Linked DNA regions of Neogale vison: region 1 is linked to region 2. Evidence: chromatin contacts called from public Hi-C data. All regions are on one chromosome and are shown on one strand. Each heading gives the region's core, a stretch centred on a gene start, on an enhancer-like site or on the middle of the called end of the contact. The rest is flanking DNA. Distances are from core to core; before and after follow the strand shown.

Evidence for each region. Hi-C and Micro-C count contacts between places; a contact is called where the count stands out from the background.
Region 1: a Hi-C map of muscle shows a contact between it and region 2, with 4 times the contacts expected there. The contact joins the promoter of TGFB2 here to the enhancer-like site in region 2. A contact is called at or near these places in 2 of 3 Hi-C or Micro-C datasets (fibroblasts and muscle).

The regions. Positions count from the first base shown.
Region 1 is chr10:13,348,108-13,353,188 of ASM_NN_V1, forward strand. TGFB2 (transforming growth factor beta-2 proprotein) reads right to left here and starts at 1,550. Exons shown (of 8, transcript XM_044266821.1): 1 at 553-1,550. The coding sequence starts at 898.
Region 2 is chr10:13,088,225-13,093,278 of ASM_NN_V1, forward strand. No RefSeq gene overlaps it. Among named protein-coding and RNA genes, the nearest start is that of TGFB2, 260 kb to the right of the region's middle. Within about 2 kb of position 1,392, the one cell type or tissue checked has open chromatin away from gene starts, as enhancers often do. A contact at or near this core is called in fibroblasts, where this site is marked.

The DNA.
Region 1 (5,081 bases), core at 300-2,799, 260 kb after region 2:
ATGGGGTTTTGTCCTGGCGATGCTGACATTTTTAGGGGCGTTAGAGACAATAGGGAAGGCTTGGGGAACCCGCTGATAGGTCGGCCCGGAAAGGGGCGCCTTCCGGAGAGGCTAGGTTTGAGCCACTCTTTTTTTAACCCTTCGTGCGCCAGTTCGGTGGGGTCCCCGCGGAGAAAACAAGCCCACCGAGACGTCCCGGTCTAACTCGGCCCCGGGGAGCGCCTCGCGTGCGACCGAGGAGGGGGGCTGAGCCCTGGCTGGTGGCCGGGAAGAGACTTTCAGGGGCCAGAAGGAGAGCCTAACGCCTCGTACAGGACCGAGGCGTGGGGGGAAGGGAGACATGGAGAAAACCAAGTCGAAAGTGGCCGACTGCAAGCCTAAGGCTCTCAGGCACGCAACGGGCAGGGAGGTGGGTGGGACGCAGGACCGGGGAGGGGAGGGGAGCGCGGCCCCGACCCCGGGCGGGAAGGGCCGTCCCCGGAGTCGTGGCGGCTCCGAGAGCCTCTGGCCGCGCTAAGCCTCAGGGAATGGAAGCGAAAGAACAGTACTTACTTTCCGAGGGGAAGAAGGGCGGCATGTCTATTTTGTAAACCTCCTTGGCGTAGTACTCCTCGTCGCTCCTCTCGCGCTCGCAGGCGGCCGCCCTCCGGCTCGCCTTCTCCTGGAGCAAGTCCCTGGTGCTGTTGTAGATGGAAATCACCTCCGGGGGCACTTCCTCGGGTTCGGGATAGTCTTCTGGGGGGCTGGTGAGCTTCAGCTTGCTCAGGATCTGCCCGCGGATCGCCTCGATCCTCTTGCGCATGAACTGGTCCATATCGAGCGTGCTGCAGGTAGACAGGCTGAGCGCGGCCGTGACCAGATGCAGGAGCAGAAAAGCGCTCAGCACACAGTAGTGCATTTTTTTTAAAGGTGGAAAAATAATAATAAAAAAAAAAAGTAAAAAAAAAAAAAACAACTAAGGAAAAAAAAAAAGAAACCAACAACTCTCAAGTACAGATCAGGTAGATTTTTTTTTTTTTTTTAATGCGAAACTTTTGCAAACAATCGAGAGTCAACGTCCGATAGAAAAAGGTATCTTGCTTGAGTTCCTTTAAAAAGAAAATGCAAGTCGTTCCAAAAGTGGAAATAGTAATACACGATGGGCAGGGGGGACTCTAACTTTGGGGAGTAAGAAAAAGTTTTCTTGGAGCGACGAGATGAGGGGGAAAAAAGAGACGAGTGGCTATTAGGCAGGAATAAATTTAAGAGGAGGCAACGGAGTTCAGTGTGTCAGTTTCGGTGCGGAGTGGCGGATCTGAACTCGGCTCCTCCGGCCAAAAGGGAAGAGATGAAAAGGTCCCGGGGCTGGCAGCCGGCGAGCTGGCGGGAGGGGCGCCGGGAGCGCTGTGCGGGGGGCCGCCGAGGCTGGCCGGGCGGTAATTTAAGTATTTAAAGAAGGAGCGGTTCGGCCCTGCCTTCCACTGCGGCGCTGAGAGCAGGAGCAGCCGCGGCTCCGGAGCGGAGAGCGCACACGTGTGTGAGTGTGTGAGTGTGTGAGCGAGTGTGTGTGCGCGCGCGCCTGTGCGCGCGCTGGGGGCGAGCCGGCGCGCCGCGGGGAGGCGGGTGCGCTCCGCACGGCGCTCGGGACGCGGTCGGGTCCTGCGCGGGCCGCGGCGGCGGCGGCGGAGGCGGCGACGATCCTGCTCCCGGAGCTGCGCGCGGTGGCCGACAGCCCGGCCGGCGCGCGCCGACCCGCCCGGCTACTCCACGTCGTGCCGCCGCTCGCGGACGCGTCCAGCCTCCACCTCCCTCCTTCTCCTGCTCCTCCTTCTGCTCTCGCTCCAGACGCCAACCCGGCAATAGACGACCAGCTGCCGCCGTTGCAGTCAGCCCCGGGGGCGCGCTGCCTGGGCAGTGTTTCTCCTAAAGGGGCGACGAGGGGGTCCCTTGGACTCCCACCCTTTCCCAGCCTCTCCCGGTTCCCCTCCCACTCGGACTTTCTCGCGGCGGGTAGGTGGGCACTTGGCACCCTGCGACAGACCCTCTCCTCCGACTTCCTGCAGCCGGGCAGCCCCTCGCTCCGCTGCCCCGCGGCTCCCTAGACCGTTACACGGTTCTCCATCCCTTCCCCGGGTCTCCGTCCCCCGCGCCCCTGCTCTTCTCTGTGCTCCTGTCTCTCGCTCGCTCGTCTACCTCTCCTGCCTTGCTCTCTTCTCCTCTCTCTCTCTCTCTTTCTCTCTCGTCGGGGGCTTCTGGAGCTCCCCTCGGAGCGAACCTTCTGCTGCCAGCAGATAACATCACGATCTTGCCTGGGAGGGGAGATTTATAAGTTCTCTCGGAACCACGTGTTTGCCTTCAACAAAGTGACGTGCTAGGATTACAGTCAGAAGTCCTCTCGTTTACTTAGACCACGAGCTCTCCCCGAACCGTGGAGGGGGTGTGGAAATGAGGACGGCTGCGGGCAAGGGAGGGAGGAGGTGGAGTGTGCGCCCTGACAACAGTGATTTATGGTATTTACTTTATATAGTCATTTTGGACCGGTCTGTTGAAGGACAAGCTATCAGGCCTCCCGTTTTTACTTAATGTGGCTCACGCACAGCCTCCCAAACTCAATCACTTGCTCTAGAAAGTCTTCCCTTCTGTACTGTACACACACAACTCTCTCTCTCTCTCTCTCTCTCTCGTGAATGTGCATCACACAGTTTACTCAGGATGCCCCCAGCCCTGAGACATGCTTCCAATCTAAGATTCACTTCCTACATTTTTAGTGGAATCATTTTCTGAGATCCCCTAACACTAGGCTAGTACATCTCTCCTAAAGATTATCTTATTAGGGTTTGTTTTTTTACAGTCTAGTCCCCCATTTCACTGTAAACTGATGAGAACATGAAAACAGCACTTTTTTTACTTAGAGAATGAACTAGATGTACTTGTTTCACTGTATGAATGAATGAATACCTTAGCTTGCTGCCTATGCCACTTCTTCATAGGACTTTCTCTTCCTTGCCTTCTTTCCCAGGTAGACATCAGCAACCAACTTCATTCTTTCCATAGCATACACCCCGAAAGCCGGAATTTTAAAGTGATGTCTACTGCTAGGCACTACACACTACTTGACATTTTCTATTTCAACCTAGTCTCAATTAGATGAGTCTAAGAATGATTCTTGCCATGGTTCACTTTTCCCTTTGTCTTTCTATTTTACCTTCAGTTACTCAAAGTCAACATTTTCATTTCATCATGACGATGGCCATACTGATTAGACAGAGGGTTTAAAGTGGAAACTCTGTTGACTATTCCCCCAAACTCAAAGCCTCTATATTATTCCCTAGTTCAGACGTTTCTTTTCCATGGTAAGTGGTAGAGCTGCATTTTACAGTCAGGATCCGTTGCCTGCAGACTAAGATGCCCTATGTAAACTGGTACCAGAACATGCCCGACAAACATGGATTCGAAGGTGATGGGAAGTCTGGGAGATACGCAGGCCCTGTTCCTTCTTGCAGATTGACAATTCCCATCATCCTGTTAAAGGCTCTGAAAATCTTGCAGGAAAAAAAAAAAATTGTTCAGGTCTTTTAACGTAGCATATTCTGAACTCCCTTGAACATGGGATTCTTTACCTATTAGGGCACACTGGAAAACTCAGACATAAAGAGATTGTTCCAATCTGCTTCTGAAAGTTACAGATGAATCGGCATTAGTAGTTTCCTTTCCTCGTGGCCAGTTTCAAATTGAAGTGTCTTGAAAAAAGAGCTGGACCACCAGCTGCACTTCTAGTAGCCAACAGAGATAGAATCAAAAGGAGCTACTGTGGGCCTAGCTCTCCCCCAGACTCATCAAGCTGCCACCCCTTTGAGTTCAGCTGGAGAACAGCAAAAGATCAGCTCTACACCAAGGGGGGGAAAGTGAATATTCGTTTGTTCTAGAAAGCAGAGGAAGACATGCAAACTAGAGCTGGTGACCCAAATGCTGCGGCGGTGACCTCCGTCGTGATGCTCTGTGGAGGTCACAGGTTCAGCCTCCCTGCAAACCAGCGAGACTACCTCCGTGGTATAGACACAAACTGACCTGAGGTTAAGTGGATTCAGATTAGAGTACGGAGAGATTAGCCAAAGTCCATCTACTTCACTTCTAGAAAAACAATGTAAGTAATAAATTCTCCCGACAACCCTTCCCAACAGAAACATGTGCTTCTATGTCCACAATGCTTAGTTCATGGAGCACTTATCGCTAACTCAACAACCGCTGAGACCCCCTGGCCTAAGCCCAAGAGACTGCTTCTAATTCCCCCAAAGCCCAGGCAGGTAGGACCAGGGAGTGGCTGGTGAAATGTGGCATAGGCAAGTACAGCAACTCAGGCTAGCAGGAGTGGAGTCCCCTCTGCCTCTCAGAGGACCCTCTGAAGAGGTAAACGGGTTAAGACAGTAAGTGATGCGTCCCTGGGAATCATGAATGGACCCTTTCTTCTATTAAATAACTCTTTCAGAGCTTTTTCATCTCTATATTCAAGAAGTAAATATCCACTAAATTTATTGAGATCTTATTATGTGGGAGGGACTTCAGACAATTTTCATGGTAAGAGGGTATGTAACTCATCTGGATCATCCTGATTACCTCGGAAAGGTATTTAAGCTGTATAAGACATCTTGATTACCTCAAGGAGGCAGGAGAGCATAGTGGTTAAAGGACAGACTCCACAGTCAAGTGCTCTTGAGTTCAAATTTCAGTTACTTTCTGGTTTTGTGATCCTGGCCACGTGATGCAGATACTGTGTTAGTTCTTCATCTGTGAAAGGGGACAACACTTATTAACCAACAAGATTACTGAGGACTGAAGTACATCCACGAGGTACACAAAATGCTTCCAACAAACCTGGCACTTAGTATGTGCTCATTAAATGTCACTCAGTGTTCTCATATCCTCTCACTTCTTCATGTTTGTCAGAGACTGTGTCATAAAACACATGTGGTCTCTACTCTTTCTCAGATATAAATAGACTGAAAAAGCTAGGGAAGATGGTAGTGAGACTTTGCCTCATGGTTAGGCCTCCGGGCAATTTTGCTAAGTACATTCCCATTCAGTTATTTTAAACAGTCTGGTAT
Region 2 (5,054 bases), core at 142-2,641:
TTTCACTACCTCACATTTCAGATCTTCTAAACCTTATCTGCCACTGTCTGTTCTTCCATTTCCCAGAAAAACTCTTTCAGCTGCCTGACCAAACCTTTGAATTCCAACTTTTGTGACAGACTGTTGCCCTTGAACCGGGAAAACTCTGCAACTGGAACTTTCAAATCTTCCCGGGAAGGTTTGTACATGTGCATGAAACCCAAAAGGCTCGATTTAGTTGCTGAGCTCATGGGCACTATGGCTATTCATTCCCCAGTTTCCACCCCAGACCATGGTTGAGGCCAACCATAATTACCTGTTTCTTTCTACTGGGAAGACCCAACTTGTCATTTGGACAGGAGCGGCCATCTGGAAGAGTTATTCTAAGATGCATTTGTGCCCATCCTGATTCTGCCCCACTTATACTCTGAATTTGTCAGCACATATTATTTTGAAAGATCCAGTAAGAAGAACTATGTCTGGAGAAGACTCTGAGTGTTTCCACTTGAGCTCCAGTTGCTGGAACAGAATGACTAAGTGCAAGGACACACAACTCCCGTGGTTATGGTTCAGTCAAATTGCCATGAGTTTTACTTACAAAATTTAATGAGATAGCACAGTTCATTCCAAATTATCTAATAAAAGAAATCACAGAAGTGATGCTGGACTAGTTAAGACTGAAATGACTACCCCCTGATGCACGATAGTCTTGTGCAGCCACCAGAGGGGAGACTCTTCTTGGACAGGGGAAGGGAAATGAGCTGAGAGGAATGCATGAAGCACTCAAGGACAGACAGAGCCATGTGCGTGAGCTGCCATCTTTTTTCCTTCTCAATTTACTGACCCTTATTTTCCAACATGAGACACCTTTTTAAGACCAAAACAGGATGCTAAAATAATTACGTGCAACAACCCATGTAAACTGGGCTATCCCAGACAAACTTAGAAAACGGGACTTCCCTACCTCCTTGAGTGTGGGCCCAAATATCAAGGCATTGTCACCCGCAAATCCCAAACCTAATTGTTATTATCTCCCTTTTACAAATATGAAAACTGACAGGTTTGCTAACTCTGTGGACTACATATTAGTATTCTCACTCCACAGACAATGGGATTGAGAAGCAGAGAAACTAACTCTACTTTACACTAACAAAAGTATCTCTTTGTTAAGTATCCAGTTAATGTGATAAAAAAAAAAAATATCGGGAGGGCATGCCATCTGTCTTGACTTTCTCTATCCTAATAAAACACGAATAACTGAAAAATCTCTACTTCATTGGCAATGTTTAGACAGAGAATAAATATTCATACCACTCAAGTTTAAAATGCTTTGCCCCCAAGCTTAAACATTTTCAGCATCTCCTGCAAAACTATGACCCTGAGTTTTTAATTGTTGACTCAAAGACTTGGGGTATTTCATATCTGCAGCAATTGAAAGAATGCTATTCATGTTAACCACAAGAGGCTTAAGAGAGAGAGCTAACTGCTGCATCCGCATTCTTGGAGAGGTCTGAAAGCAAAAGAGGCTCTTCTGTTGCTTGACAGCAGCAGGGGTCTGAGGGCCCTCTCAGGGAGCCTGCCGGCAGGGAGGTGAGTCATGGAGGAGTGCCAGAGCTTCTGAACTCATCCACTTCAGGAACGAGGAACTCAGCGCCCACAGGGAATGAGATCAGCTGCTTTTAAGGACAATCTGGTTGTCAGGCTCAATGAACACCCACATTAGACATCACTGGACATGTAAGAAACAGGACATGTGGTTCCTATGTTGTCTCTGAAATCCTGGCTCCACAGGAACACTTGGAGACATATTTTCCCCAAGGCCTTCCAAGGAAACGAGGAGTGCTTGTTTTCCACAAATTTGTTGAGTTTTAGGACACTATAATTTCCAACTATTATTACCTTCCCTCTGAATGTGAATTTATTCTAAGGCGCCATGTTTGATGCGTCTCTCAGACGTTAAAATTGTCTCCTTTAGGGGCGTCTGGGTGGCTCAGTGGGTTGGGCCGCTGCCTTCTGCTCGGGTCATGATCTCAGGGTCCTGGGCTGGAGCCCTGCCTTGGACTCTCTGCTCAGGTCAGCGGGGAGCCTGCTCACTGCCCCCCACCCCGCCCCCGCCTGCCTCTCTGCCTACTTGTGATCTCTCTCTCTCTGTCAAATAAATAAATAAAATCTTTTTTAAAAAATTGTCTCCTTTAAGAGAAATGTAGTGTCTTTAGTGGATTATCTTATTGTCTTTTAAGACCTCGAGACTTTCAGAAATCACTTCCTCAGACATAAACCATGTGTCCTAGGTTCTCTGTTTTGTACTAGGCATGTACTAGTGAATATCAAGTGGTAACTCACATAATGAGACAAGTCTTCATCAGGTGGCAGAAAGAAACGTGTACCCTATCAATTTTTGATCTACACTACATGAAAAAACTTTGTTTATTCAACCCACCCAACTTTGTTGTACATGATTTCAAATCTATTTATCAAAGAGATTTGTATTTATATAGACAGACACAGCACAATTTAGGGCACCACAAATCTTTCCACTTACCCAGGAAGTGACTTTTGACCTGAATTTTGATCTGTCTTTGGACGTTAATCATCAAAAACAGCGTAGGAAACATATGTAACCACAGCCTCAGTGACTGAATATTCTCTAATGTTATAATCAAGTTTCACAACTTTATAGACTTTCACAAAGTCTATCTTTGTGAAAGTATCATAAAACTGATCCATTATTGGCACTGGACTGCCATTAATGCAAAATGAATAGCTTCATTATAGAAGAACCTCACAAAAAGGAGAGAAATTAAATCCCATCTTCCCTCCATTGTTCCCAAAAGAAAATTTGATTTGTATATGTGGAATCCCTGCTCTGTTCTCAACTACCCTAATTTCCTTAACCTTGACCAGCCCCCAGGATAACTCTCACCCCACTTTTTGCCCCAGGAGCGTTTTGCCAATATGCACTGAAGACTGGCTGGTGGAAAGCAGCCTGCCAGCCAAATCTCTGGTAGTCATGGAATTCTGACTTATATTCACTCTTTGGGGCTCACTGGCTCCGAATCTCAACTCACTTGGCCTTTATTTATTTATTTATTTATTTTTTAGTTCCACTGTCATTTATTCAGGACACATTGCAGCTCTCAAAAAATGTAACACATATTTTGAAAAACAATTTTTACTTCATAGATAAAATCTTGATGACACATACAACTGTCTCTAAAATATTTCATAGAAATGTATAAACTTGTAAGAATAATATATTTTTATGACCATATTAAGATACATATATTTAATTTTTTATGTAAATTTAGTTATTATCAACATCAGAACTTATACTTTTTAAATATGCATTGCAAGTCCATGTAAAAGCATAAATTACATAAAATATATTTCATGACCCTTAGGTAATGATTTTTTTCTTTTATAATTAAGCCCTAATATTTCTGAAACTATAGTAGTCCATTACATCATGCCATATATATATATATATATATATATATAATGCTTTTTCTTTGTTCAATTTTTTGTTTTCTTTTTTTTTAATAGAACTTTTTATTTTTTCTTTTTTATTTTTCAGTGTTCCAAGATTCATTGTTTATGCACCACACCCAGTGCTCCATGCAATACGTGCCCTCCTTAATGCCCAGAACTAGGCTCACACAACCCCCCAACTCCCCTCCCCTCCAAAACCCTCAGTTCGTTTCTCAGAGTCCACAGTCTGTCCTACTTCATCTCCCACTCCGATTTCCCCCAATTCACTTTTCCTTTCCTTCTCCTAATGTCCTCCATGCCTTTTCTTGTGTTCCACAAATAAGTGAAACCATATGATAATGAACTTTCTCTGCTCACTTGGCCTTTAGATACCCGTGGGCCTCAGATTGATAATGACAGTTAACATACCCCAAACCTAATATCTTAAATATTCAGATACAGTTATTATTCCATCCATGCTACAAATAACATTTAGTTGATTCATATTCAGAGTCTTTCATTCTGTACAGTAAGTATACACCTTCTAGTTAAGGTAAATTTTTTAGCTTACATCTTATCAATAAAATATTTCATAATGTTTATTTTAAGGATGAAATTAAATCATATATCTTTACATATAGGATAAAGGTGAGGGTTTACAGACCTTTTTAATTAAAGGAAAACTATGGCATATGCTGCCTAAGATCCATGAGACTGTGAAAGACAGATGTCTTCACCCAAACTTGTATAACTTTAATAGCATCTAATGAGTATATCATTTTGTAACCTAACATGGGTACCTTGTATTTTTAATTCACTGCCTTTGATTATTTGTATTTTATCTCCCTAAATATCTTGTCAGCTGCTAGAAGACAGAGGCTGTGCCCTATGCTCTCATTCTTGCCCATAGCACTTAACTGAGTGTTCAGCATGAGCACTCAATCAGTATCATCTGTCTGCTTTGCATTAACAATATCTGATCACAGGTGTCGCCCGGGAAAGCAGGTCTTCTGATCCTGTTGGAGATTCAGTGTGAGCGGTTAAGTGATTGCCTAGAGTCACATAACCTCTGTGTGGCGAAACCAGGATCCAAAATAACGTCTGTGTTCCTCCATGGGCCAAACTTCTTAGGGATTGACAGATTTTGTGTGCCCTCCAAGAAGCTCTCACCCCCACTAACCTGGACCTCCAAAATGGAATGAGCCTGGAACACTAAGAAATGTTTAGGAACTCCTGATTTCAAATATTGAATTTTCTTTTATCAGTACTCATATACATCCGATATATTCATTCTATATTCAATACATGAATTTTCTTTATCAAGACCGTGGGTGGAGTTCAGTCCATCCTCATGAATCTAGCTTATTTGCAGACATAAAATTTTTTAAAAGTTCTCAATATCTTGTCCACCAGTTCCTCAGCAGAGCAGTGGTAATGGCTATATTTAAACATCTTAACACTGTTCTGTCAGAATGTTTTAAGAATTTAGAAAACATTTGCTATGCGTATTAGCATCCCTAAAGGTGTCATCATTATTAAGATTAATTTGGAAACAATTAGATGAATATTTTATTCAGCTTGAGAATCGTACTGTTCACGCTAACTGA